2 separate regions of the Gossypium hirsutum genome follow, and region 1 is linked to region 2. The links are chromatin contacts, called in public Hi-C maps. All regions are on one chromosome and are shown on one strand. The core of a region is the stretch at or near the end of the contact, and the rest is flanking DNA. Distances in the headings are between cores, read along the strand shown. Region 1 has its middle 16 kb from the start of LOC121219069. Region 2 holds the start of LOC107954667 (GTP-binding protein SAR1).

The links. A called contact is a pair of places that touch in the nucleus more often than the background predicts.
Region 1: a Hi-C map of leaf shows a contact between it and region 2, with 2.0 times the contacts expected there. The contact joins the enhancer-like site here to the promoter of LOC107954667 in region 2. A contact is called at or near these places in 2 of 34 Hi-C or Micro-C datasets (both in leaf).

What each region holds. Positions count from the first base shown.
Region 1 is chrD07:36,638,498-36,641,242 of Gossypium_hirsutum_v2.1, forward strand. It overlaps the pseudogene LOC107956167. Among protein-coding and RNA genes, the nearest start is that of LOC121219069, 16 kb to the left of the region's middle. Within about 2 kb of position 1,409, at least 7 of the 9 cell types and tissues checked have an H3K27ac peak or open chromatin away from gene starts, as enhancers often do. A contact at or near this core is called in leaf, where this site is marked.
Region 2 is chrD07:36,391,049-36,393,864 of Gossypium_hirsutum_v2.1, forward strand. It overlaps LOC107954667 (GTP-binding protein SAR1), which reads left to right and starts at 1,489. Exons shown (of 6, transcript XM_041096591.1): 1 at 1,489-1,955. It overlaps LOC107954669 (a long non-coding RNA gene), which reads right to left and starts at 1,494. Exons shown (of 2, transcript XR_005915658.1): 1 at 1,134-1,494.

The sequences.
Region 1 (2,745 bases), core at 159-2,658, 250 kb after region 2:
ATCAGTATTCTAACACATGCATCCAATCAATCGGAAAATCATAAAAATTAATCACAATAAACTCTTCTATCTCAGATTCGTGATTTCGCAACCATTGTTCAATTTAGGCCCTATTTCGGGATGTTACATAAGGGCTTAGGGTTTATGGTTTAGTGTTTAGGGTCTGATTTTAAACAAAACGGCGCCGTTTTGCTCCCTGTATTCTCACCCATCAGCCAAGTGGCCATCATGTATTCTTTTCGACAACTCATACACTCTTTCATCCTCTTCTATTTATTATTTAACTAGTTTCTATATATTAATTAAAATACAATTTATTTTTAATTTAATATTTAAAATCTTCACAAAAAATTAATGATACATAGAAAAAAAGTTGAAAGTAAAAACATAGAAAAATATATGTTAAAAATGAAAAAAATTAAAATACTATTATTTAAAATAATTTTAAAGTGTTTTGGGTATATGACTGATTAAGTTTTTTAATTTATATATTAAATAATTTATTATATAATTTTAAAAGAGATAATATGAATTTTAATATATTAAAATTATCATTATATTTTTTAAAAACTTTTTTTTTCATATTTTGTTTTTGTTTTCCTACATAAAAAATTATATAAAAATTTTAAAATTTATCTAATTCTTTTAAATATTACTTAAATTTTCAAAAATTATTTATTTAAAATTGACATGAATTATATAATATTTAAATATAAAATTTTAAAAAAAGTCAATCATTAGTGGCGTTTATGAGAAAAATGCCGCAAAAGAAGCAATAGCGGCGTTTGGACCAAAAACGCCGCAACTAGGTATTAACAATTTTCAAAACAGCGCTGTTTCACTACAGGAATTTAATTTTTTAGTGGCATTTTTGCTGAAAAACTGCAAAATCCATCATCAATTGTACAGGCTTATTTGACAGTATAGTAAGGACGGCCAGTATGGTGTCAAGACCGACTATCGAGTAGCAGTGAACTTAGCTACCATGGTGCATCTTTATGTTGTGGAGTGGCCGTTGCCGTGCCTTTGGAATTGTAAGGTCCCTCAGAAGGTCAAAGACTTTATTTGGAAAAGCCTTCTAGATTCTTGTCGATTCACATTACATCTATACAATAATTCACGTATATGTCATTAGTAAAATGATAATTATGAATTTTTATATTTATTTAAAATGATTTGATAAATAATATAAATTCAATAATTAAAAAACATAAAATTAAATGAATGATCAAATTTGAGTGACAAAAAGGTCATCCTAAAAGAAAAAATATCTTCCCAATTAAATACTGAAATGCTGCGTTTCTGAAAGGACCTATAAGCGACATCGTTTCGGGGTAAACATCCTCTATATAACCTTAGCATGATATTTCAACAAAAATAATTAAAATTAAACCAATGAAAGAAATCCCTAGAAGCCTAGAGAAAAGGGGGGAAAATGAGGCCGATGCCGATGGAATTCATGACAGACCCAAACGACCAAGGGTCAGCCATGAAAGTTGACGATGTTGACACACTGGAGATCTTCGACGAAGGCGTCATCGCTTTCGACAACAAGCTCGCAGATGCTGATTTCTTCAAAAACTTCGAAGACAATTTTGATGACTCTGATATCGACTGAAAAAACAAAGAAGGATCGTTTCAAGTACTCATCTATCTTTTTTTTCCCTTTTTACTTTCGCTTTTTAGGGTCTGAAATTTATTAAAACTTTGTTCAATTTAGTCGAATCTGAACTGTAATATGGATGCTTATCTGTATGCAAATCAAAATAGTGTAGTTTATAAGTTTAAATCGGTATAAATAAATATAATTTTCCTTTTAGCTCATTTCTCTTTTACTTTTTTTCTTTAAAAAATTAGTAAATACTTCAAGAAAGAAGCAACGATGTTTTTGCTGAAATATAAACAAGCCTCTATTGTCCAATGCGAGTTCGAACAATTAATTTTCAGTATGGTGCTCTTGGCTTTGCTTAAATCTCTTATAACCATGCAAGATTTGTCTATACAATACTGTCAAAGTTTAATATAAGCAAGTTAGAAAGGAATCAAGAAAGGGAGCACTTCATCTAGGAGACAAACAAGCTTTGGCTTTTTGTAAGTCTCTATCCCTTGTATATGGTTGTTGCTTTCTTGAAGTATTTACTAATTTAAAAGAATCAGGAAATCCATTTTCTGGAAGTTGTTTATATTTCATGTGAATTTGGGTAGTAGAGTATTCATCCTCTCAAACTTATTACACACTCTCTCCCTCTATATCAAAATTATACTTAAATTAAAAATTGTGGTTTTTAAATATATATATAGGGAGAAATCCACTTATAATATTCTAAAATTAGAGTAGTTTTACACACTTTAATATTTTTTGTACAATTAATATTTTAATAATTCAACGATCATATTTCACACTTCATTTATATAGATCATGCATGTCAAGTTTGGAGTAAATTAAAAACTTTTAACTATTTGTTTTATATAAAAAAATTCCACCATACGAAATTAAAAAAAATTCGAGATGAAGAATGGGGAGATTGTACGGGCTAGGAATGTGTATGAACGTGCGGTGGAGAAGCTGGCGGATGAAGAAGATGCAGAGCAGTTATTCGTTGCATTCACCGAATTTGAGGAACGGTGTAAGGAAACGGAACGAGCTCATTGTATTTACAAGTTTCCTCTCAATCTTATACCTAAAGGTAGTGTAGAGGATTTTTATAGAAAGTTTGCGGCTTTTGAGAAGTAATATGGAGAAAA
Region 2 (2,816 bases), core at 239-2,738:
AAGGTCTCCACCCAAGCTTCATTCTCTAGTGCCTGATCTAGTCTCTCAAAAAGGTTACATTGATGCCAAGTGAAAGGGGGTCCTCTAAATCCCCTGTCATAGAGTTTGCCTTTATCTATAAAATCACCAAAAAAAGAAAAGAACATTTTTGTCCTCTCACATGACCGCCTTTTTTATCATTCGAAGAGAGAATGGCGTTAAAATCTCCAATGGCTAACCATGTAGAATGTCTAAGCGGGATAAACAGACTCAGATCCCTCCAAATAAATTTCTTTTTTTGTCCATCGAGACTTCCATACACAAAAGCAATAAAGATCAAATGTGGTTGGATAATGGAGCAAATGTGAACTAGGATGAATTGAGGATGATTTTTAATCACTTTCAAATCGATAGATTCTCTCAATCCTAACCAAATACCACTCGAAAAGCCAATCGCTTCCACTCGATGAGATTTTGCCAAATTCAAACTAGCAATGATAGCGTTGGCTTTAACCCTACTAACTTTTGGCTCAAGAAGACTGACTATGTCCGATTGATATTGTTTACGGTACTCACAAAGTACTTGCGGGAATTTTACATTCGTACACCCTTGTACATTCCAAGATAAAATAGATAAATCCATATTAAAAAGAAAAGAAAAAAAACTTATCTTACTATCGACCAGAGGCAACAATATCTGGCTTCTCCCCCTCTTTCATTGACATATCCATAGTAGATTGCCCGCTTAAATCTGATGAGATGAGTTCCGCTGTTGTCTTCATCGATTTAGCGAAAGAAACACAAGAACTACCAGAAGCCTTGAATCGGTTACCCAAGCCCTTTAGATTTTATTTATTTTCCACCCTCCTTTTGAACTGAGAGTTTTGACTTCGCTCTCCTTAAATTTACTTAAAGGCAATTGATTTCTAGAAGTAGTTGAACTGCTCCCAACCGTCTTCCTAGAAAAATTATGTTGGGTGTTGTCCTTAAAGATTACGGCGGTATGATTATTGGCATCCAAAATACCCTCATTGGGTTGAAATGCAGTGAATGCTCTTTTTTAAATTGATTTGATTTTGAGAGAGCCATGTCCACACCACCTGTATAAAAATCAGCTAAAACAATTGAAGAAGAAGACAAGGGAACGAGTTTACCTGAAACAAATGGTTGGTAGGCCTTCACAACGTTGTCTAAAGACACACAGTCTTCTTCTGTGGGATCCATGCCACCTGAAATAGATGGCTGGTGGGCCTTCGCAACATTGTCCAAAGACACGCAGTCTCCTCCTGTGGGGTTTGATGAATTCATGCCAATTAAATCTTTGATACTCGAAACACTAAATGGCCCAATGTCGTAGCCCTTTCCCGTGACAGGCTTTGCTAATAGGTTAACCGAATGGTCCAGTCCAGCAATGCACCCAGAATTCTTTTGGTGCTTTAACTGATTTTTGTATTTGGGCTTCCTAACCTATCCAAAATTAATATCCCCCACCCTCTGTTTCGTGTATTCTTTGCTTTCACCTACAACAACATGAAATTGTCTTGTTGAAGGGTTTTCAAAATTTTCAGTCAAAATCCCTTTCCCATGCCTTTTTAAAATTGGTGTAGATTCCTTTTCAATACTTTCTTCTGTGATTTTAGCCTCTAGACTAGCCAAAGATTGAAATCATGATCCCATAGTTTTTTCTTCTAGTCTGGACTTTCCAATTTTGTCATATTCCTGAAGAGTGCATCTAGATCTTCTCTCTTCCAACATCCAAGGGCCAAAATCCCCTTCTCCAGCCACCGTATTTTTTGATTAATTCCGGTCATTGGGTCCATTACCTTTGATAAGCCAGAAGGGAGTGAAGTATGAGGACAAGACTCATTGTTGTACCCATAACGTCCACAAAAGAAGCACATCACCAGTAGGCTTTCGTACTCAACTCTTTGAAGATTTCCATTGATTAGTACTTTTGAGATCAAAGGCTTACCGAGGTTTACATAAACTGCCATACACGCGTATCGTACCCTTACTTTACTATCTATATTAAAGTCTAACTTAGGGCTAGTTTGGATGGGCGGTGTGTTTGCCTCCGGTGAGGTTAAAAACAACGGTGGTGGTGAGATTAGTTACTATAGCGGTGAGATTGGATACTGTAGCGATGACATTAAAAACAGTGGTGGTGTGTGTGTTTGGATTCAAACGCAGTTGTAGCGGCGAGGTGAGAATAAAAATGACTATTAAGGACATCATATTAGAATTGATATATAATAGAAGTTTTTTAAATTATTTAAATTTGTTAAAATTATTAAAATATGTGAATTTATAAATTCATTTAATAAAATATTAAAATATATCTTTCAATATTTTAATGAATTATATAATTATATAATTAATTTAAATTATTTATTAGATAAAATGATAATTATTTTTAATTTTTTATAGTTAAATATTTTTTTATAACAATGTTAAATATTATTTTTACAAATAGTAACATTATACTTAGATCAAATTTTAAAGTATCTAAACGGATAAATTTTAATAAAAAAATAGTAACATAAGACATAACAAGTTTCATTATTACTAGAAATTAGGTTATGATACAAAATATTTTTACAAATATGGATTCATTAAACTAGTTACAATGGTTTCCCTTAACATTGTGATTTCAAGGTCACTTTCTCTATTAGAAGAACTCGATTCACCTCTGTCAAACTGGCTTGAAAAGACTGACATGTCGGGTATATTCTCAAATTCTCGAAAATCCTCATCATTTGACGAAGCATGTCTTCGAATGTAATTATGCAAAACCATTGTTGCAATAACTATTAAAACTAGTTCGCTTCTTTCTTTGT